Linked DNA regions of Zea mays: region 2 is linked to region 1. The links are chromatin contacts, called in public Hi-C maps. All regions are on one chromosome and are shown on one strand. Each heading gives the region's core, a stretch centred on a gene start, on an enhancer-like site or on the middle of the called end of the contact. The rest is flanking DNA. Distances are from core to core; before and after follow the strand shown. Region 1 holds the start of LOC100283636 (ATGP4). Region 2 holds the start of LOC100280624 (dihydrolipoyllysine-residue succinyltransferase component of 2-oxoglutarate dehydrogenase complex).

Region 1 (7,524 bases), core at 2,523-5,022:
CAGCAGCACGAGAGGGCGGCAAACACACGGCGCGCGACCTTGACTAGCACAATGTCCACGGCGGTGCCGACGAGGTGCGGGAATCTAGTGCGGAACGAGAGGAGCGTCGCGGCATTGTTCCAGGCGAAGGTCTTGTCCTAGAAGTAGGTGATGAGGACAGCACGGCCAGTGGCACACCAACACGTCCGCCACGTGGAACTCCTGGATAGACCACCACAAATGGTGCTTGACCTTGGCCCACACGAGGCAGCCGGGAGCCGTGATAGCCCCGTCGTCGTCCTCGAACGCGCACACGTACCTCACGCTCAGGGACCAGCATCTGTGTCTGCGACACAGCTATTGGACACACGTGAAAACGTGCTAGTGGGGGCTATGCCTGGGATGAAAGAAAGAATCGACGCCATGCACATCGACGTCAAGCAGGGCAACCGGCTAGCCGGGTGGAGAGTCGAAGCCTAGGCACGTGCCCGTGAAGGACGGGCCCTGCCTCCGCCCCTGCCAACAGCCCATTCACGCATATGTGGCTGTCTAAGGTTGTGCCCAGCAGACCATGCATATGGTCATGCAGCATACTTTTTTGCACTGCAAATTGCACTGTTTACATAGTGGAGTCTAAAATAGGAGATAAGATAGGAAAGGTTGCTCGAGATAGCCTAACAGAGAAGACAAATTATGGAGAAACAGAACAGAAAAAAAAATATAAGAGAAAGAGATCAACCCTGGGTTGGATCCCATTTTGCAAGTGTACAGTACAAAACATGAAAAAAAACACTCCAAATCAGAAAAACTAGTGATTTTGGCCAAGTCAGTGCACATTTTTGAGTCCTGGTTCCAAAAGAGTAAAGGGAATACATGTCTTTAGTTAGTACATGTCACTAATCAGGCTGGCTGTGAATCACAATCAGCTCACTATTTGAACAAAAAGGATGTCAACAGTCAGTTTGCATAGGACTTAGGCTATGGCCAGCAGATCGTGCATATGACCATGCAAAACATTGTTTTACACTGCAGATTGCACTGTTTACAGAGTGAAGTTTAAAATAGATGGGATGAGTAAGGCTGCTGGAGATAGCCTTATAGCAAATTCCTGGTGTCCTAATTATGAACAAGAAAGGAGCCACAAATGAGGTACTATGGCTTAGCAGGAAGAATTGGGGTAGCGGTTCTTGAACATTGTCTCCATAAACCCTGCTTTTTTTAACCTCAAATTATAGAGTAGCTCTAGCTCATAGCTTAATTCTCTCTCTTTCTCTAACGGCAGCAGATATGAATAATTCTCGTGTCAACACTTTTTTACATTCTATTACAAAGTATCTCTCAAGTAAACAAAAAGAACACACTTCTGGAAGTACAGAGCCAATAAAAAAATGATGGCAGCATGGTAAAGCATGAACCTTAGATAAGGAAAGAAAATAAAGCCTAAGAAAACTAAAGCAATAGTGATAACAATAAAATACTGAAGCTTTTATCAGCAGAACTGGAATTTTCAGATAATATGATACTGATAAAAAAAGTTTATATCAAGTCTAATAAGTTGAATGGTATAAGTCAGAAAACCATAAGAACAAATTTCCTCAAAGTGCAAAAACTTGCAACTCACCTGGTTTTGATTTTGCTGACGATGGTTGAACAACAACATGCATCGTGATAGCACTACTGGGAAGATCACCAAAAGGAGCTCTGCACTGTGCAACATTCTTGTCATTTTCTAGAATTTTGCCTCCACTTATTAGTTTCACATCACTAGCAGTCTTTGGGATAATTGATTTATCTGCAACACAAAGAAATCGTGGCAATAAAAATATTACACAAACATGTGCAAATGTATGAATTGGTTGTTTACCAAACCCAGAACTAAACTTATAACTGATATGCTCTAGAATATTTTTTATGTAAACCAATTTATTGCATCAAACAAACTAACTCCAGAATTAATAGAGGAACAGAAGAGCCAAAAACTGGTCATGAAACTATTTCTGCAAAAATACTTTTGATGAATTAGGTGCATGATGAGACCTCATATCAGCTGGGTAGGAAAATGAGCAGGGGGAAGTAAACACCAGTGAAAATGCATACCCTAGCTCACAAAAGTGTTACCTATGTTGAATCAGTGAAGTGTACTATTTCAGTGGATTATTAATAACTTTATCTCAAATGCAGTTGGATAATATCCAATCATAAGTAAATTTTCTGTAAAATTTGATAACATTTCTTTTGAAATCATAGCGCTGTGGACATCGTTAAAGATCAACTCATTATTTCTGCTTTTCTTTAAAAAAGAGGAAGTTACACTATTAATGTTTGAACCAAAGGCAACATATGGTTTGACATTTCTTCAAATATGATGTGGCTTAGAACAAATCGGATGATGTAGCTTCGTGGATGCAGATAAATAGAAATTAATGACTCTTAGTGATTGCATCTAGGGATGAAAACCGAAACAAAAAATTCCGTAATCAGGGCCTCGTAACGGTATCGTTTCAGTAAATACAATACTGTTTCCGAAAATTACTGTATTAAAAATTTTGAATTTTAAATTTCTGTCAACATCATATTGTAGTCGTTAATAAGTAGACTAATTATGAAACCGGGTAAAATTCCGACCAACCGGTAATCGTTTTCGTATAGATAATATCGTTTCCAACTGTTTTCATCCCTAGTTGCATCTAGATAGGTTATATAAGTATATTCAGGCACAATCATCATAAAAAAAACTGGACCACAGTGGGGAGACACCCCTGGGTTTTTGCCTTAAGAAGCTGTACCAGGATTCAAACGCGGACCAGCAAAGCAAGCCCTCCCCCCTCCCAAAAAAAATGTTCTGATCGGTATAACTGGTTGAGAAGCTAGTTGGTATAGCCATCATAAATACCAGGATAGTTTAACACTGAGGTTAGGCCACAAAACAATTAATTAAGCTCAAATCTTCCATTCATCTACCAAGCTTAGAGGTAGGGAAAAACCAATTCCTAGTTATCTTTTTGCTGCAGCATATTCCATACCGTTTCTGCTATGCCTCGAATATTTTCAATTGAATCCATTTAGAATCTCAACAAAAGAAGTGGTTGCTAATAATGGAGGCACACTTCCTTTTCCCTAAATCAGGCACCAAACAATGAAGGCAACGAATAAGAAAATCTGAGCTCATTCCCTTTAAAGCCCTATGTTCCTCCTTGCGACACATAGACATAGGGACTAAGAATAGCAACAAAAATATAAGCAAATTTAGCAGTATATATCACAAGACTTCACAGCATGGGCGGGGCCGGCTCATTACGCCTCACAAGAGTTCCTCAACTCAAAAAAACGGAACTTTTAAGACCTTTGGGCCAATCGGCGACGACGCGATCCTTGAGGGCGGCTACGGTAGTGGCGGCGGCGTTGCAGCGCACGGGACCGATGTCAGAGCCATCGAAGAGACGAAACTTCACCTCCACCTCCTCTGCCTCCCCTTCCTGCTCCCGCTCTTCCATCTCTTCCGCTCCAACCTTCGCTCCCTCCTTCTCCGCCATTTCTTGGTCTCTCGCCAACAACTGGGATGTTTCCTGGACACAACCGGAGCCCTGCGGGTCCCTGCCGCTCAGAGTGAGAGCCCCAAAGGCCGGCGCGAGCAGACGCGAGGAGGGGCTGGGTGCTCGGGTTAGGGTTTGGTGGGGGGACGCGAGGAGAGGAAGAGAAGCAGAAGGCTGTGCGCCTGAGGCCTGAGCCCAGGAGGTAAGGAGAAAATTGTCTTTTCCTTCAGCAGCAGCAACAAGCTGATGCGAACGCCGAACGGGTATCGATCGATATATTCCGACGAGAAAGATGATTTTATACCGTTGGTGAGTGAATATACGATGGCGGTGGCTTTTTTTAAAAAAATACCACTAGTCTTATTTAAAATATTTATTTTACAATATAAAATTTTAAATCACATTTAAACAAAGTAAAATAGAACACACAAAATAAATTATAATTCATTATATCTTTTAAATAAGGTTATTATTTAAAGTTTTAAAAAAAATCAATGATGTCATATATTTATAAACGGATATAGTATATCTATCTAAATTTGTAAGCATGACTCCTATTATGTCGTAAAATAAATATACATCTAACTTTAGGTGAAGATAGCAAACGATGGGATTATCTTTTATCTTAAGTAATACCCTTAGTCATTACTTAGATAAGTCATAAGTATCTTCTAGTGACTATTATTAACTAGAGAACATATCTGGTGCACATAGAAGATTGGTGCACATGATGCACATATTAAATCATCACCACTCATTTTAGATCTAACGTCTCTAGTTGATCATTCAATTTACAAATAACACCTTCGACCAATACACACCACCACGTTGGAGGGTGTCCTTAGCAAAATATATTAAACAACTAGAGAAGTTAGATATAAAATGAGTGGTGATGATTTAATATGTGTACCATGTGCACCAATCTTCCATGTGCATCAGATATGTTCTCTATTAACTAATAATCACTACTATATTTAAGTAGGAGTTTTTTCCTTCATGCATCATCCCCTCGTAGTCGCGCCAGGTGTCGCAATTGGAAGGGGGTTGTCATGACCTCCCTTCTCTTAGTCATATTTGCACACTCCCCATTTCTTTTGGTGGAGCCCCAATGCCATCATCACTGCCTTTGCGCCACGCCGACCCTTGGCCTCTGTAAGCTAGGTATCTACATGGCTCGTTGTATTGCGAGTCCTGTAGATGACCGACAAACTCTGGCCTAGGCTCAGTAGGTCATGATTGCACCATAGACCGAGGGGCTCACAGATCATGAGTGGGACGTGGGCTGACTCTCCTACAGTGGCTCGGTGCCAGGAGTAGTTAATGCGACGGTCATTTATGGCGGGTCAGTCTTGGGCCAAGCGAGGAACCCACTCGAGTGGCCTCCTCTCGGTTCGTCTGTCCCCTTCTTTGGCTCCGCCTCACCTGACCTCGTCCTCACATCACATCAACACTCATCACAAAGAAGCAAATCAGTCATAACACAAAGACAAACATCACAAGCATTCAACGACAAACATCTCGTTGCTACATGTTTATGTTAACTAGATGGTGGTCTTTCCTTACAAATGGGGAACTACTTTAAGGCCATCGAAAGACAGGGGAATGGTAAGACATGCCAGATAGGGGCATGAGCATAATAAAGGATGGAGTTAAAGCAAGGATTGTAACCAACAAGGGAGAGCACGCAAAGGTCATGCTATGTAAAACACCATTCTCAAATCGAGATGGGAAAGATGATATTTCAAAAGGTAGGTATAAGATAAGCATCATGGAAAGATCTAGAGATTACAAAGGTAAGGGAGGTAACAGGCAAAAGCACACCAAAGGATCAAGTTAAGACAAGACTTGCAACGCGGTAGAGGAAAAGGGAACGAACAAGAGTGGGATGGGTAAGACAACACTCTTGAACTGAAATGGGAGAGGAGGCTTTAAAATGCAGGTACATGATAAGCATCAAGGTAAAGATTGAGGCATGACAAGGGTTAAGGTGATAACGGACAAACACACAATAAAGGATGTATTTTAGACAAAACTTGCAAGGCGTCGAAGAAGGGGGAGCAATCAATGGTGAAGTAGGTGAAGCATCATCCTTGATCAGGGACGAAAAAGAGGAGGCTTTAAAGGGTAAGTTCAAAGTAAGCACGAAGGTAAGGGTATAGATATTGCAAGGGTTAAAGGTGATAACGGACAAGGATGTAAGAGAGGAGGTAAATGTGCATAAGAACCAAGGATATAAATACAACCAAGGATGGAGTTAAGACAAGACCTACAGGTGGAAAAGAAAAGGATACGTCCAAGGGCCAGATAGGCAAATTGCCACTCTCAAATTGAGGTGGAAGAGAGAAGATTTTTAAAGAGCAGGAATAAAGATAAGTATCAAGGTAAGATCGATGGATGACAAGGTAATGATGATAGCAATTAAAAACACATCAAAGGATGGGATTAAGACAAAACTTGTATGGCGACAAAAGGGCAAAGAAACCAAGGGAGAGATAGGTAACTCACCGCTCTCAAATTGGGATAGAAAGAAGGAGATTTCAAAATGCAGACCTAAGAAAGTATCAAGGCAAGATCTATAGATTACAAAGGTAAGGATGATATCAAACAAAAGCTCAACAAAGGATGGAGTTAAGGTAAAACAAGGCCTGCAACATGACAAAGGAAAAGGAAATGACCTAGAGCGGGATAGGTAAAACAACACTCTCGAGCTGAAATGGAGGAGGTGAGGCTTTAAAATGTGGGTAAGTGTCATGGTAAATACCGAGAGATGTCAAGGGTTAAAGGTGATAACAGACAAGGATGTAAGGGAAGAGGTAAATGTGCATAATATCTAAGGATGTAAGTACAACCAAGAATAGAGTTAAGATAAGTCTTGCAAGTGGTAAGGAATAGGATATAACCATGGGTGAGATAAGTAAGACGCCACTCTTGAACTGAGATGGGAGATTGGACATTTTAGATGACGGGCATAGGGTAATTACCAAGTTAGGATCGAGAGATGAGAAAGGTAAAGGCAATAACAAACAAAAGCACAACAAAGGACGGAGATACAAACTCGCGGGCCAAAGAAGAGGATACGACCAAGGGAAAGATACATAAAGTACAACTCTCAGAATGAGACGGAAGAGGGACAATTTTAAAGGGTAGGTATGAGACAAACATCAATGTAGGATATAGAGGTGTCAAGGGTACATATGATAATAATGAAAAGCATAACAAAGGATAGAGTTAAGGCAAGACTCGCGAAGTGGCGAAGTGGAGAAAACAATCAAGGGTAAGATAGATAAGGTTCCAATAGTAGGGTTGAAGTAAAGATTCCTTACCGAGGGAAGTTATAAGGAAGCAACGAGATCACCAAAGATGTGCGAGATAAAATGATTGCTCATGGATTGTTAAGAAACAAGGGTGGTCAAGGGCATGTTAACTGAAATGTCTTAAACATACATTAGGGTATGAAGATAAGCATATATAAAGATGTGGGAGTATACAAGACTCCAAGGATACGAGCATCCTAAGACCAAGGGAACAGAAATTGCCGAAAGATAATGACTTAACAACGGAATAGGAAGAGGTCTCAAAAGATAAGAAGGTTGTGAACATATAAACTAGAATGCTTAAATAGTCAACAGAGTTTTCAGAGGTAAGTATTTGGGACAAGAGCATGGAGGAATCCACAGTACGAGCATGTCAATACCAAGAAAAAGAGATGGTCAAATGGTAGCAATTTAATGATGGAAGAGGAAAGAATCCCAAAAGACAAGAATGTTATGGTCAGGGGGCATCTACAAAGATGTCGCAAGCACAATAGTGAGATCAGATCTAATAGATTGAGAGAAGTACAGACCATACTAGAATAAAATACTTTTGGCAAGGTGATATATAGGAGCACAACATAGAATTAGTTGATGCGACTAATATTTTGAAGCAGCATTAAGTATGAGGTGAAGTAATAGTCAATAAGTCCTTAAAACGACCAATGCTACTCTAGGCTAGCGGTTCTACAGTCAGCAAA
Region 2 (7,524 bases), core at 2,510-5,009, 320 kb after region 1:
AGACAGGTGAAATTGGCCCAAGACGAGTGGTTCTCTTTTTCTTTTTTTGTTTCTTATTTCATTACCCTATTTCAGATTTTTGTTGAATTTGTCTCAAGTTTTGAACTTCAATTTCTGAAACTACTTCACGTCTAAATTTCAACATGTTTTTGTAGAAACATTTCATTTATTTATACAACATTCATTTAAATATTTTAAACTTCCTAGTTATTGAAAGGCATAACCCACTTGTTTTATTGTGCATGAGAAATCGTATTATGACTATATATCTAATTCACATGTTTTAAGGATATCATTACATATTTTTGAGACTAAAGGATAGTCTCAACTCATCCTACCTAGAGAATATATATATATTCTAAGTTAAGTTAACCCAAAGAAAAGTTCAACACAGAAGCCAAATATAATTTAATTTTTAAGTTTATCTTCCCACTTCTTCATGCTAAATTTTGAATTCCAGTTGGGTTTAAATATTCAGATTCCCATTATTATGCACTTATTACAAAAAGACAACATCATGCCATGCATTTATCTATTTTATCTTGTTCATAAAGGATGAGCACCCCTATTTACACATTTTAACCCTACTTTCTTATTGCCTAAGAATTGGGTATTACAAACGCCCAGCAAGCCCTTCGTGAGTGTGCTGGCGTCATCTGTCCGCTTCGGGTTGGCATGTTGCGGGGAAACGACACTCGGCGTTGTCTCAGGCGCGAGGACAACGCCCGACATGTCCCCCGCTGGGGTGCCGGCGTCGTCGACTCGCTCGACAGTCGACGAGGTGCCGCCTCTTGCCTGGCCATGGTTGCCCCGCCTCCTCCTCCTGCGGAGAGGAAGGCGGCGGGACAAACCCGGATGCTGCTCTTCCGCCACGGGGGGAAGACGTCGTCGAGTCCGCCGCCGCCGGGCGGGCTGACGACCGTCGTTGTCGCTGCCGCGCTGCGGGGGAAGGAGTACCATGTCGTAGCTGCCGTCGAGGGACATGAACTCGAGACTCCCAAAACGGAGCAGCGTCCCAGGCTGAAGAGGTTGCTGGAGACTACCCATATGGAACTCAGCGGGAAGTTGTTCGTCAACACGCAGCAGGCCCCTACCTGGCGCGCCAACTGTCGGCGTTTCGACCCGGGGGGGGTCCCTGGACCGACGAGTAAAATTGTCGCTGCGTGTCCCAGTCCAGATGGGTTGGCGCGAGATGGAACACAAGGGGGAAAACGCGGCTCGTGTTATCCTGCGCCAGGAGGATGCACTCGCAGTAGGTGTTACAAGCGTTCGCGAGAGAGAGAGGGTGAGCCTGTTCATCAGCCCGTTCTCCCGCACGACCCTCCTCATGAGGGCCCTGGACCTTTCTTTTATAGATGCAAGGAGAGGGTCCAGGTGTACAATTGGGGTATAGCTATGCGCTAACGTGTCCGACAGAGAGGTGCCTGAGCCCTGTGTACATGCCAACGTGGCTGTCGGAGAGGTGCTAGAGCCCTGTGTACGCGGTATCGTGGCCGTCGGAGGAGCGCTTGAGCCCTGTAGAAGCACAGCTCTCGGGGCTCCTGGGACCTTGCTGACGCCTCCTTACTTCCGTAGGGGGCTGAGAACCACCGTCGTCATGAACGCACGCGGGGGGCCATCATTACTTGTTACCGGGGCGAGCCTGGATGGGACGCCGGTCTTGTTCCCCCGTAGCCTGAGCTAGCTAGGGGTAGGGTAATGATGCATCCTCCGTGGCGCGATCGGTCCGAGCCCAAGGTCGGGCGAGGCGGAGACTCCTCCTGAGGCCGAGACCGGGGTCGGGCGAGGACGCGATTCCTCCCGAGGTCGAGGTTGAGGCCGAGCCCTGGGGTAGGGCGAGGCGGAGACCATCTTCCGAGGCCGAGGCGGGGGCCGAGCCCTGGGGTCGGGCGAGGCGGAGACCACCTTCCGAGGCCGAGGCGGGGGCCGAGCCCTGGGGTCGGGCGAGGCGGAGACCACCTTTCGAGGCCGAAGCGGGGGCCGAGCCCTGGGGTCGGGCGAGGCGGAGATCTCCTCCTGAGGCCGAGGCCCAAGGTCGGGCGAGGCGGAGCTTCCTAGGGGTGGGCACTTTTTTACCATAAACCGAAAACCGAACCGAACCGTACCGAACCGAACCGAAATTTCGGTTTTTTCGGTAGTTCGGTTCGGTTTCGGTTTTTATATCTGAGAAGTTCGGTTTTCGGTATCGTAATCGGTTTTCACTGTATACCGAACCGAAATACCAAAAAAACCGAATACCAAACTTTATCAATTGTAAAATTTGATTTTTCGATTATGTGAACTAAATGTGTGAAGCAATTAAATTGTTATTCACTTATTTATATGTGATGTATGATGTATCTCTAAATATTTGTACCTATATAATTTTTACTTTTTAAAATTATGTATAATCTATCATATAAACTTGTTGCATGTGTTGTTTCGAGTATAAGTTTGGTATTCGGTTTTTACCGAAAAACTGAAGTAAAAAACCGATACCGAAGTTCTTGGTTTTCATTTTCTAGAAAACCGATTGGTTTCTAATGTCTAGAAAACCGAAGTTTTTTAAAACCGAAAAACCGAACCGAAATTTCAAAAAAAGCCGAATGCCCAGCCCTAGAGCTTCCTGTTGCGCCTGAGGCTGAACTTAGTTATTGTCAGCCTCACCCTGGCGGGTGCACAACAGTCGGAGAGGGGCGAGCGACGCTGTTTTCCTGTTAGGTCGGCCAGTGGAAGGTCGAAGTGACTGCGGTCACTTCAACCTTGCCGACTGAGGCACATGTGTCAGGATAAGGTGTCAGGCGATCCTCGCATTGAATGCGTCTGCGATACGGTCGGTTGGTGAGACGATTTGGCCAAGGTTGCTTCACAACGAAGCCTGCCCGAGCTGGGGTTCGGGCGAGTCGAGGGTGCGCCCGCTGCTTGAGGAGGCCCTCGGGCGAGGTGAGAATTCGTCTGAGACTTCTGTTTCCGCCCGAGGCTGGGCTCGGGCGAGGCGAGATCGCGTCCCTTGAGTAGACGAAGTCTTGACCTGAATCGTGCCCATCAGTCTCTGCACCTTGTGCTGATGGTGGTTACCAGCCGTGTTTAGGAGTGTTAGGGGTACCCCTAATTACGGTACCCGACCTGACACTATACATATAGCTATAAGAATTACTGGGCATCATTGTCATTTCTTCTGAAGTAGTAGCAGACATGTCGGTCTCCTTCGTTTCAGGACTAGCTACTTCAGCCTCGACAACATGCTTCGGCTCAGTGCATAAACCGAATCTTCCTCCGCTTCTCTTCTCACCTGTGTTGACACCCTTCGGTAAAACATAAGTTAATTACTTCTGAGATAAATTGTGAAAAGCCGTAAGTATCAATTAATTTTGAGGACCTTTAGCAGCAGGAGCATTTCCCTAACAGTAGCTCTCTCTTGAGATTAGTTCGTTTTTTCATAACGTGCTCAGACTACGAAATAGACGAAGACCTGCAACAAAGGTTCATAAAACACCTTCCTCCACCACATTATTATTAAAACAAAATTAATGGAACAAAGCTCCGAAAAATTGTCCACAGGGCAACGAGCTCAGACACGAACAACTGTCAGAATTAACGGAACCAAGGAAGCTGCTGCGTGTCACAGTGCACTGCAGTGCAGTGCAGTGGAACGCGGTGCGAGGCCCGAGGGGTTGGCACACTGGTGGGTGTGGGAGACTGGGAGGGATCAGCACCGGACCGGAGAACGCGAAGCGACCAGAGGGCGCCCGTGGCCCGCGGGCCGCCCCCATTCCATTCCTTCCAGTTCCAGATCCCATAATTGCACGCGACACTACACCGCCCCCTTCCGCAAGTCAGAGGGACATTGCATTGGGGAACTACAGAAAAGGGTCCGAATCGAATCCGTGGTGCACTGCCCCTTCCTCCCCCACAAGCCGCCGCCGCCGCCGTGAGGACTCCGGCGAATGGCGTCCCGCGTCGCCTCGGGCCTCCTCCGCCGCCGCGCCGGCGCCGTAATGCCCTACCTCTCTTTTCTCTCTCCGATGCATGTACGTCTGCGGCTAGCTTTTGTTCCCCCTTTGTTGCGGGCAGCCAGCTGATTTAGGGTTAGCGAGGTGGTCTGACGCAGCGGCCCTGTCCGATGGCTGTGATCCCCCTTGGAGGAGTTCGTCGCGGTCTGTGGCTGCGTCTGGAGAATAATCTGCTACCCTAGTGTTGATCTGGAGAATAATCTGCTACCCTAGTGTTGGCTAGGGGGTTTGCGACCAGGGCATTGATACTTGAGAATGGTCTGTACGTTGGTGCTTGGTGCACCAAGCTCGCCTCCTCTAGGATAATTGTTTGGTACGCCTTGCACAGATTAGGCCTGTATCAGCTTCTCTTTGCTATTGCTGCCCATTCCATGTAAATTTTTATTGCAGTTTACTCACCAAGGATTATGAGGTAGGAACTCCAGATGGATGTCAAGTAATGTTTATCAGACATTTAAAGGAGTCTAGGGACCTAATTAGAATTTGTCTGCTACCTTTTTCTGATATGAAGACTATCGCACATGATTTTGTCAGCCAATTCTATTCCTTGTTGCTATTCAACTGCTGAATGTTTTCTATCTATCAATTAAATTAAGAGTAACTCGTGTTGCATCCCAATTCAATCATAAGAAGCAAGGATGCAGTGGTTGATGGAGAGTGGAGGAGTGGGACTGAGATTTCGTGCATGCTGGATGGTCCAGAGGGTGAGTCAGACTTTGAAGTATAAAGGGGAGTGCCTTGCAAGCTTGTGATGGGAGAGGAATTTATATTCTTCTGCTTTGCAGACCATATTCTGTAAATATAAGAAATTGAGCAGTCAGCAACATTTCCAACTGACACAAAATATAGCAGCAATGGTCTCCATTATATCTAGCAGTGCTTAGTTGTACCAATAACAGTGTGCATGTTTGGTTTGGTGCCTTAGTTTGGCAAATTTTAATACACCTTTTTGTAGTAGCTCTTTGGTTCGTGCTGCTGTTCTGGCGTGCCAAAGAATTTTCAGCTCCAGACCCCTGTTGTGTTAATGTCAGGGGGGTCTCGGCCTAGGGGCCTTTGTATTAGGGGTTGACAAGTCTTGTTTCTCCTATGTTTTTTTTTCTTAATATAATGACACACAGCTCTCCTGCGTTTGTTCAAAAAAAAAGACCCCAACTGTCATATTATCAACTTGTAGCCAACCTTCAGCTCCAGACCCCATCTGTCATACTATCAACCAGTAGCCAACCCTGGCGTGAGGTGTGTCTTGCAAATCATTAACCACACCATAGGAAAGTTTTGGCACAGGGTGTGGCTATGGACTTTGCTACCATTTGCCACAATGTTTTGCCAAACTTGCTGAAGGTTAGGCTGTTAGGTGCTTAAAATCTTTTCCACACCTTGGCAAGCCTACAAGAATTTTGCTATATTTTTTCTGAGGCGTTGGGACGTAAAACCTAGCTTGGTAGAAGTGAATCTTGCCATAATGTGGCTGAAACCGAACAGACTCAAATTGTCTGACCTTAGATGCTGCAAACTATGCTAAGTTGTGGCTGAAATTAATCGGGCCCATAGATTGGATGAGGATCAAATAGGCTCAAATTGCTATTACTGATTTACAGTTCATTTGAAAATAGTTCACCAAGTCTTCTTGGTTATGTGAAATCTCAGAATTTCTATTCCATTTCATGTTTGTAGCAATGCTAATGCACAAATGATACACAGAGTATAAGCTTCTATAATTTTGGCAATCCTTCACTTCAATTCTCTTCCTCAGTCCTCACTGTTGTACTTCTGATTTTCCTGCAGACACTAGGCCTCCTAAGGAGTTATGCACATGTCAGAAGCTACAACAGTCAACTTTCAGGTTGTTACTTTGACTAGCCCTGTTTTTAGTATTTTATTTCAACTATTGACTATAATACATGTGTTCTTCTCAGCTTTGGTTTCTGCTACATCTGAATGCTCAAATCTGCCGAGGTAATTATCAGATAGCATGCTCTAGTTGATGAATATGGATGCCATTACTGACCTCATGCCAAATAATCAAATATTTTCTCTTTCCATTTTTAGACATTTATGTATTACATTATTGCAATTGAATTTTGTAGAAGATGCTATTACTTACCTAATCCCTCTCCATACCAAGTTTGGAGTAGGTCATTTGCTTCAGACAACGGTAAGCCACAATAGCCTTTTGGGGCAGATAGTTTTAACAAATGTGTTCCTTCTTATGGCTTTATTAAGTTCTATTTTTCATTCTATATAGGAGACAAGTTTGAGGCTGTTGTGCCCTTCATGGGTGAATCTGTAACTGATGGAACTCTTGCTAACTTCTTAAAGAGTATGCTCTCTCTCTCCCCTCCACCCCCTCTCCCTGTGATAACATTTCCTTTTTTTTAACAGAACCTGGAGACAGAGTCGAGGCTGATGAACCTATAGCGCAGATTGAAACTGATAAGGTATTGGTGGTTTCTGTTTGAACATTAGCGTAACTTCATATCTGCTAGTGGCCATAACCACATGACTTTTCCTTCCTTTTGCTCCAGGTCACTATAGATGTCGCAAGTCCTGAGGCTGGTGTTATTGAAAAGGTAAATTGTTCTGCTCTTTCTACCATCCAGTCTGCTTTCATGGCTATACTTTACTTTTACTGTGCAGATGTCAAGAATACACACTTGATACCATGCTTACCTGTTCATAACAAGATCAGCAGCTGTTCACATACTGAGTGTCGCTATTTCTGACTGTTGTTTACAGCTCATTGCTAGTGAAGGCGACACAGTTACTCCAGGCACTAAAGTTGCAATCATATCCAAGTCTGCTCAACCTGCTGAAACACATGTTGCTCCATCAGAGGAAGCAACTTCAAAAGAATCATCTCCACCAAAAGTTGAAGATAAACCAAAGGTAGAGGAAAAAGCCCCAAAAGTAGATCCTCCCAAGATGCAAGCACCAAAGCCAACTGCACCATCAAAAACATCCCCTTCAGAACCACAGCTCCCTCCAAAAGAACGAGAGCGGCGGGTAAGGCCGATACTATCCATTTACAGAGTTCAGATGCTGTTGAAGGATATGCACATATTTTACCATGATATTGCAGGTGCCAATGCCAAGGCTCAGGAAGCGTATTGCAAACCGTCTTAAGGATTCTCAGAACACCTTTGCAATGCTGAGTACATTTAATGAAGTTGACATGTAAGTGTTCTCAAGCATTTTTTTTCTAGTAGATCGCTACAGTAGATTTCTGTCTGTTTATTTTATAATTTTGCTATTGTCATCATTGCAACTGTATAAAATGGTGGCACCTGCTTCTGTTTTTGGGCAGTTTATAGATGTGGGCTGTATTCAGGCAATAAAGAATGTAATCTGTTGAGCTACATGGCAACATATTGATTGCTTATCCTTGCCTATCATCCTGACAGTAAACAAACATGTGTTAACCTACTTTAGATGAAAATACGTGATTATCGTCTATATGTATATGCTTATAGAAGTTGGTTTATTTATTCAGTAACACTGACAATAATCCAGTCATCTATTGTGCAAATATCTG

Evidence for each region. Hi-C and Micro-C count contacts between places; a contact is called where the count stands out from the background.
Region 2: a Hi-C map of leaf shows a contact between it and region 1, with 5 times the contacts expected there. The contact joins the promoter of LOC100280624 here to the promoter of LOC100283636 in region 1. A contact is called at or near these places in 3 of 25 Hi-C or Micro-C datasets (ear, leaf and tassel).

Annotation. Positions count from the first base shown.
Region 1 is chr10:112,686,535-112,694,058 of Zm-B73-REFERENCE-NAM-5.0, forward strand. It overlaps LOC100283636 (ATGP4), which reads right to left and starts at 3,773. Exons shown (of 3, transcript NM_001374041.1): 1 at 3,323-3,773; 2 at 1,601-1,771. The coding sequence starts at 3,512.
Region 2 is chr10:113,010,306-113,017,829 of Zm-B73-REFERENCE-NAM-5.0, forward strand. It overlaps LOC100280624 (dihydrolipoyllysine-residue succinyltransferase component of 2-oxoglutarate dehydrogenase complex), which reads left to right and starts at 3,760. Exons shown (of 13, transcript NM_001153542.1): 1 at 3,760-3,974; 2 at 5,778-5,835; 3 at 5,909-5,948; 4 at 6,080-6,147; 5 at 6,238-6,312; 6 at 6,375-6,430; 7 at 6,518-6,562; 8 at 6,729-6,995; 9 at 7,072-7,166. The coding sequence starts at 3,927.